Linked DNA regions of Manis pentadactyla: region 2 is linked to region 1. Evidence: chromatin contacts called from public Hi-C data. All regions are on one chromosome and are shown on one strand. The core of a region is the stretch at or near the end of the contact, and the rest is flanking DNA. Distances in the headings are between cores, read along the strand shown. Region 1 holds the start of TMEM191C (transmembrane protein 191C). Region 2 holds the start of SDF2L1 (stromal cell derived factor 2 like 1).

The links. A called contact is a pair of places that touch in the nucleus more often than the background predicts.
Region 2: a contact with region 1 is called in a Hi-C map of skin fibroblasts, with 6 times the contacts expected there. The contact joins the promoter of SDF2L1 here to the promoter of TMEM191C in region 1. A contact is called at or near these places in 3 of 3 Hi-C or Micro-C datasets (blood, fibroblasts and skin fibroblasts).

Annotation. Positions count from the first base shown.
Region 1 is chr14:4,217,876-4,221,894 of mManPen7.hap1, forward strand. It overlaps TMEM191C (transmembrane protein 191C), which reads right to left and starts at 1,622. Exons shown (of 10, transcript XM_057491974.1): 1 at 333-1,622; 2 at 1-69. The coding sequence starts at 478. The region is part of intron 1 of LOC130680727 (RIMS-binding protein 3C-like); the gene reads right to left.
Region 2 is chr14:4,354,363-4,358,545 of mManPen7.hap1, forward strand. SDF2L1 (stromal cell derived factor 2 like 1) reads left to right here and starts at 1,349. Exons shown (of 3, transcript XM_057491743.1): 1 at 1,349-1,585; 2 at 1,959-2,155; 3 at 3,012-3,415. The coding sequence starts at 1,399. The coding sequence ends at 3,293.

The DNA of each region.
Region 1 (4,019 bases), core at 372-2,871:
TCCTCCCGCGCCGCCTCGCGTGCCTCCCGTCGCAGGGTCCGCGCCGTCTGGCTTCGCCTGCCCTGCAGGCTGCAGAGGAGAAACTGAGGCAGTGCCACGGCGGGAGGCGGCGGGTGTTCAGGCTCCCGTGGCCCCGAGGAAGGCATAGCCGCAGGTCTCTTGTCGCCACAGCCTCGAATTCGGAGGTCCCCTGAGTCAATGGCCCTGGTCCCGCCCTCCTAGAACGAGGTCCGGGCCCGGGCGGGGCGGACGAACCGACGGGCCCGCGGGACGCTCTGCGAAGTCCCGAGTGCCCCGCCAGTGGAGCCACGTTGTCCGTGCAACGGCCGCACCTGCGCTCGCGCTCGCGCAGGTCCTGCAGGCGCCCAGTGAGGCTCTCGCTCTCGGCCTCAAGCCCGCGCACCAGCTCCTCCAGCTCCTGCTTCCTCAGGCGCCCGTCGCGGTTGTCCTTCCGCAGCTGCAGGAGCAGCTCCTGCATCTCAGCGCCGGCTCCCGGGGCTCTGCCCACGGCCTCCCGCCGCGGGACCCGGTTTGCGGCCGGCGTCACAATGGGCGGCAGGGGGCGCCCGCTCAGTAGCCCTTTGAAGGAATGTTACGGAAGAGCCACAATCGAATCAATAAAGGATTATTAGCGCTTGAATACCGATCAATCTCTCTTGTGGAAAAGGCTTGGAAATATATATCAGAATCCATTAATATGTTCATATGTATTGATCCCGTTATCCCACTCCTCAAAATTCATGCCGGGAAGAAAAACAATTTTTAAAAACCAGTGTGTATTAAATGGTTCATTGAAGTGGTTACAGTACAGTAATCACACAAAAGGGAAACAATTGTGATTATTAAAATAATCTATTACATGGCATGCATAGATGATGTCTAGTGGAAAAAAATATGATTTAGCATTTATACTAAAATAACTATGATTATAAAGAAGACGGACAAGATCTTTAACTGAAACAGGAGGACAAGCTGTTTCATTGTTTGGTGAGACTGTAGGTAAACTTGTCCTTTTAAAATCTGCCTTTATTTGGCTGATTTCAATTATGAACTTGGATGCTAAAATCCTAAATAAAGTATTTACTAGCCACATCCCAAGGGGTACACTGAAAGGTACTTGGAAACCAACCAGAGTTTATTCCAGGGATTGTTCAAGATCAGAAAACTGATGTTCACCATACAGACAGGAGGAAGGACACCACCATTCAGCGGTGCATTTCAGCAGACGCAGAATATGACAGAGTTCAGCATCTACTGATGGTTTTAAAAGATATTTTGAAAGAGGGATAGAAAGGGACTCTCTAACCCAATGAAGGCTACTTAGTAAACAGAGTAAAGAGGAAGTATTAGCAGCTTCCCTTAAAGATTTTAAGAGAACAGTGACCTTCCTACTAAGCTCTAATAAAGTGCTAGAGGGCCTGCAAGAAGGAAGAAAAAGTCGTAGAAAAGTTTGAAGAGTTTGTCTACCCTAAAGCTACCCCTGTCCAGTTCCTTCTTGGCAATACAAGCCCCTTAGGGCATCTCTTTGCCAAGGGCCTTGTTCTTCTGGGGCAGCAGGCCCATCCTTTGCTAGTCCCAGGCGTAAAGCAGGACTGGTCTAAACCCAACCCTGGCTGTCTTGCTTCCCTCTTGTGGGATTCTGCCTGTGAAACTCAAGGGATGTCAGCTGGGGTTTTCTGGGAGGCGTGCCTCACTATAAAAAGAGATACTGGGGAGATATCTTGTTGCTTATTGATGTTGTCTTCATGTGATGCCTGCAATCGCTGCAGCCACCATGTAAGCATGAGGCGCCTAAAAGAACAAGTCAATCTGTTCTATCTTGTGGTATCTCTCTTAGATTTCCCCCCACCTCTCCTGGGCCAGAACTAGGGCACATGCTCATTCCTCAAGCAGCCACCAGCAAATGGGAATGGGGCCAAAGTGAAGGCACAAAGGATGCTGGGGAGGCATCCCCATGGCCACATGACAGATGGTGCTGGGAAAGCTGGGTCATGATAAGAGAAATAAAACAAGATCCCTACATCAAATTCTACATAAAAAGACAACCCTACAAGGATCAGAGACTTAAATTGGGTAGCTGTAGATTTGGGACTTTGGTCCAGGGAAAGATTTCTTAAGCAAACACAACCTCTGGAGGGAAACTGATGGCCTGGGCTCTGTCAAACTTAGGGATTCCTGCTGATGGAGAGCACCGTGGCACCAGCAGTACTGCTTCCTGGCTGGAGGTGACTGGGCACCAGACCCAAGAGTAGGCAGTAGGCAAAACTCATCACATGGAATTCTTAAGATCTGTGCATTTTACTGCATATAATCATACACTTAAAAACAATCCACTTAGACAAGTAATGACTCTATGGCATCTTACTATGCTAATGGATGGTGATTGCAATGGGGTTGGGGGGGACTTGATAATATGGGTGAATGTTTAAACCACAATGTTGCTCATGTGAAATCTTCATAAGATTATATATCAATGATACCTTGGTTTAAAATAATAATAATAGTAGTAATAATAATAATAATAATATAACAGTCCACTTGGAACAAAAGACACCACGGACAGATGTTCTAAGTGGATGATAGAATGGGAAAAGACCTGTGCAAACTTTGTAATCAAATGATTAATAACTAGAATATATAGGAAATCCTGGGCCCAATCCAAGAAAGACCAAACGTGGAAGAGCAAAGGGTCTGATCGGGCAATGCCCTGTGGGGACGCCTTCCACACCCAGCAGAGTACAGACGGCACTTCCCTTCCCCAGGCAGCCAGGATTAAGACGATGGTTAACGTCCCATATGAGCAATGAGCTGAGTACACAGAGGTCCTGGAGCGCTGACACCAGCACTGTCCACGGGCCATTTGGGGGACCAGTTGGGTAGGAACATTGACTAGGTGTGGCGGCTCTCCACAACCCACAGTTCCACAGAGGAAGTTTCTTACATGTTCTCAAAGCACTGGGAACAGTAGTGCTCCGCCTGTGTTGTGGGACTGAGTGAAATGTGTTCTATGAACTTAATATTTAAGGGAATCCAGTAGAGAAGTTAAAATGAGCTAGGAGCTGCTAAAATCAACACAAAGAGACCTGAAAATAATGTTGACAGTAAAAAAAGCAGGAAGTAGAATGAGCTGTACCCATGATAACGTTGACATAAACTATAACGCACAGGGGTGAGTCCCAGAGGGCAGGGAGGACAAGGAGAAGGACCCAGGTGGGAAGAGGGGATGGTGTATGGGCCGGGGAGGGGGGGCCAAGGTCCCGCATGCTGCTCCCCAGGGCCAGCAGCGGGTCACCCGAAGGGCGGGCTCTCGGGGGAGCTGAGGAAGCCCACTGCGACCAGGGGCTGGGCCTCCCTCCACTCATGGTGAGACATATAAGCAAGACTGAGGTTGCTTGGTTACTTATAGTAGGTTAAAAATGACCCCAGTTTCTCTTTCTGCCAACAGGAGCTGGAGTCTGCATTCCAGACCAGGAGTCTTGTTCTGACAATAGAAGGAGGCAGAACTGACCTTGGAGCCTGGGCCTCCGAGCCCTGGCAGCCCCACCTGCCCTCTGAGGATGAAGGGAAGAAGCCCTGGGAGCTGGCGGCCAGAAGCACCCACCTCCCATGCAATGCAGCCAGATCAGACCATGCGGCCCCCGGACACCCCGAGAAGATGGCAGACCCCAGGCAAGATCTGCAGAAATGTGCAGAGCCCAGCTGGGCCCAGGCCAATTTGCTGCCCCAAGAGAATCAAAAGCAAATGAATTGCGTTTTGGGGTGATTTGTTTTGTTTGCAGCACAAGGTCTGCTGTGTGACAGAGGATTACTAGATGTTTGGATTGCTAGCAAAGGATTACTAGTTACCAGATGGCACTCATATGAATGTGACACCAAGCAGTGACCAGGCCATGGGGTAGGGTGACTTTACACTGGTTACTTTGGGCATCTCTTGTGTTGGAATCTGTCCCCTGGAAGTCCAAGGTGACCCCCAAGTGGGGCAGGGGTGGGCTTGGGGGCAGAGTGGGCAGCAGAGCTGT
Region 2 (4,183 bases), core at 99-2,598, 140 kb after region 1:
TTGGAAGCCTGGGGGAGGAGCAGTTTGGAGGAGAACAGGAATTCTGCTTTTGACATATTAAGTTTGAGATGTTTGTTGGTATGTCCAAGAGGACACGACACATCCATTGCTTCCCAGATTGTGTTATAGCCCTCCACTGAGGGAGTGGAGGCCCCTCAAGAGCAGGGTCTGTGTGTTCCAGAGCCGACCATTAGCAATTTAGACACTTTAAGCGCTGAAAAGAATGAGGTACCTTATCCCAGATGTAATTCAAAATAAAAACAATAGCAAACATGAAAAACCCAAAATAACATGGTGCTGTAATTTAAATGACTCTACTCTGGATTTTCTGAATGTAAATGAATGATTTAATTAAACTTTTCTGCCTGTTTGCAAGTGCCCCACGTGCATGGGTAGTCAGCCTATCGTGTAATGGAGCCCAGAGCCAGTTCCCCTGCAGCTCCCAGCACAGGGCCTGCAATGCAGTCAACATAAGTATGTTCAATGAATAAATAAATAAATGGTGGTGTAAGTTTTTCTCCCTTGAAGACTGAGCCTACAGCCCTCTTAGAAAACAGTGAGACTGAGACACATTTGTGACGGAAACCTGGGATGACAGTCACCCAGGCTTGGTGCTCCCAGTCACTTGGTTTCTGGGTTCTGGTTTCTTAAGACAGCTTTGGGGCTTTCTGGTGAGAAGCTGTCTACGGACAGCACAGCTCCTTGCTGCCCTCTGTTTCCCAAGGGCCTAGTGACCGTGAGATTCTGCAATGAAAAGAGCCCGTGTGTGGCCAGGGGAATTCAGAAAAGCCAGAGTCCAGGGACTGAGATGACCCATGTAAGAGAGGGGGCCATGACTGGGTGACTGAGGATTTAATTAATTTCGGGGACCACTGACTGAAGGACCAGGTGAGAGATTACTGAGATCCGTCGACTTTGTGACCACACAAATTTAGTGGTCAAGCAACCTCAAGACCCTACAGCTGTGAACCCAGGGTACCAGGGAGTGACCATGATTGAGAGCCCAGAGATCTGGCATCAAGGGGCTTCGTGAACCTGTGCCTGCTGGGTCTTTGGATCCTGAGCCAGGTGTCCAGGGGCCCAACAGCCCCAGGGTGGCACACCCTCACCAGCAGCCTCCCCTGGCGGCTCTTACGTCACTTGGCGCAGCATCAGCTTTCTCTTGGCACTCATTGGTGAGTCTTCGGAAGCGTGGACCAATCAAAACCCTCTTCGTGTCTCCAGCCCCTCCCGTCCTCTGCTCTTGAAAGCTGAGGGCGGGTCCCTTCTAGGCCGGCCCAATGGAGCGCCGTAAGGGCCGGCGATTGGCTGCCGCGACGGGCTCTGCTAAACCGGATTGGCCGGTGGCGGAGACGGAAACTGCCCCTGCACCTGAGCTGCCGGAGCCCTGCCGGGGCGATGTGGAGCGCGGTCTGTGGTCGAGCTGCTGGACTGGCGCAGCTGGGACTGCTGTTGGCGCTCTTGGCGGCGGGCAGCCGTGCCGCCAAGCCCGGCGTGGAGCTCGTGACCTGCGGGTCGGTGCTGAAGCTGTTCAACACGCAGCACAGGGTGCGGCTGCACTCGCACGACATCAAATACGGATCTGGTGCGCGGGGCGGTGGACTGGAGCACCTCCAGAGGGCGGGACCCGGGGCAGGGAGTTTGAAGGCGGGGTGGTCGTGGGGGATCTTCGGGCCAGGAATGTGGGAATCATCAGGGAGCCGGGCTGGGGGACTGGAGTTGTTGGGGGATCGAGGGGGACAAGGACCGGCGGTTTGAGGGAATCGTTGGGAGATCGGGGCGAGGAGGGTAGTCCGGGAGTGGAGAGGCAAGGAGCCTTTAGCCGGGGGCTAGGGGGGCTGGAGGTGAGTCGTTTGGGTCCCAGGGTCGAGGTTGTCTGGGAAACTTTATGGCGTCCGGCTAAGGGTGGGGAGTTCCGGGATTGAGCTAGACCCCGGGGTGGGGGTGTCGCCCCTCAGGAAGCGGCCAACAGTCGGTGACAGGCGTGCAGTCATCTGACGACGCCAATAGCTACTGGCGGATCCGCGGCGGTTCGGAGAGCGGGTGCCCGCGCGGGTCCCCCGTGCGCTGCGGGCAGGCGGTGCGGCTGACGCACGTGCTCACCGGCAAGAACCTGCACACGCACCACTTCCCGTCGCCGCTGTCCAGCAACCAGGTGAGCCCCCTTACCAGCCCCAGGAGAGGCTCCTGGTGTGTGGACGAGGGGCCGGGGACAGAGCCTCAGCCCTTCCTCTCGCCTGCTCTAAGCCTCAGCCTGCTCTGTGAAATTGGAATTTCAGTTCAGAAGTGCTTACTGGGCGCCCCTTCTTGGGACACAGGGTGACTTGGTTGGGGTCCCGCGCCTAGGAACTCTTGGCCCGGAACAGAGACAGAGAAGAGAGACCTGGCTGAACAGTTTCTCTTCTGGGGGCCAGCTGGACACCGGAGAGGGATCTGCGCGGCCTTTGGTGTGGGGAGTGGGGAATTCCAGTGGAGAGGAGGGACTCAGGCTGGGTATGGAGGGATGAGTAGGAGTCCTCCAGGCCACCGAGGGGAGACAGGGGGCTGGGGAAGAGCTTGTGCTTGGAGTTCACTGGAACTGGGTGGGGGCGGGGGGAGCTGGTGAGGGAGGGTGTGGGGTGGTGCTTTTGGGGAGTTCTCAGAAGAAAAATTATGAGATAGAGACCTTGACTGTCAGCCTGAGGGGTTGACCTTTATGCGGAGTGAGGGTCAGAGGGGTTAGGACGGGAAATGTGGAGGAGAGAGGAGGAGGCCTTAGCTCTGTGGGGGCCAGTGGTTATCTCCCAGAGAGATGAGGTGAGGCATGCGCGTTAGAAGAATCCTTGTTGGGGAGGGCCTGCTGGGTGTCTGGGGTGGGGGTAGTGGTGGTCCATTTTGCAGCTGTGGAAGCAGAGGCTCAAGGAAAGACCCAAGGCCCAGTATCCTGAGTGTGAGTGCTTCTGCCAAGCAAGTGACCTTAGGGGACTCAGTGTGCCCTCTGTGGTGACCGTTCTCCACCTCCTCACCCCTAGGAGGTTAGTGCCTTTGGGGAAGACGGTGAGGGTGACGACCTGGACCTGTGGACAGTGCGCTGCTCAGGGCAGCACTGGGCAAGGGAGGCTGCTGTGCGCTTCCAGCACGTGGGCACCTCTGTGTTCCTGTCGATTACGGGAGAGCAGTATGGAAGCCCCATTCGTGGGCAACATGAGGTGCATGGCATGCCCAGCGCCAACATGCACAATACATGGAAGGCCATGGAAGGCATCTTCATCAAGCCCAGCATGGATCCCTCTGCAGGTCATGATGAACTCTGAGCACCTGGGTGGGTGGATGGAGGTCAGCAGGGTGTGGGGCATCTGCTGGGCTACTCTTGGTGGAGACTTTGGTTTGTAGGGGTTCTCAAGTACCTTTGTGATTAAAGAATGTTGGTCTGTGATTGTGTTTTACTGTGAGTCTGGGGGTTCACAGCCCTCCATGGGCTGTGTTTACCATGGCCCAGTTTACCATCTCTTCCTTGGTGCAAAACCTTTGTCTTCAGCACAACTTGACAGCTGAAACCAATCAAACCTTTTTAATGATCTTCTATGCACTCAAGCACTGCTGTGGGTGACCAGAGTCCCCTTCTCCTTTAGATAGTCTGATGGTAAGTAACCCCAGTTTTCCAGCCCAAGACTTTCATGAACCTTTCTGGTAAGGCCTGGGGCCAGGGCCAGGGCCTCAGGAGGAGTGGGAGTCCCACTCCCTGCCAGCTGGGGTGGGGCCCCCCATTCTCCTGGCACCCCTCCCCTAGCAGTTATGGCAGTCTTGACACTTGCCTTTGCTCAAGTACCAGGCCAGGATACTGCCCATCTGCTGGAAGTTAGCATCACAGCTTCCCTCAGTCCTGGTGCAAATGGCACCCCACACCCACAGTCTGCCCAGGCATGTGGCATCTCGGGCCTCCATTAAAATCTTCCAAGGTCCCGAGGAGATAACAGAACTTCAAAAGATATCACAAGGGAGAAGGTAACCGCTGGGAACTGCTACCTGCAGAGATCTGGGAAGGCTTCCTGGATGAAGGGGAACAATTTGGGTGGCAAATCATTGCAACTTCAAAGCAGGAACAAGAAAAAAGAGGGCCCTAATCAGAGAAGGTAGGTTAATTTTGCTGGTGTGTGGGTGACCTCTAGAGGTTATAATGGAGACTACAGGCTGCGTGGACTTG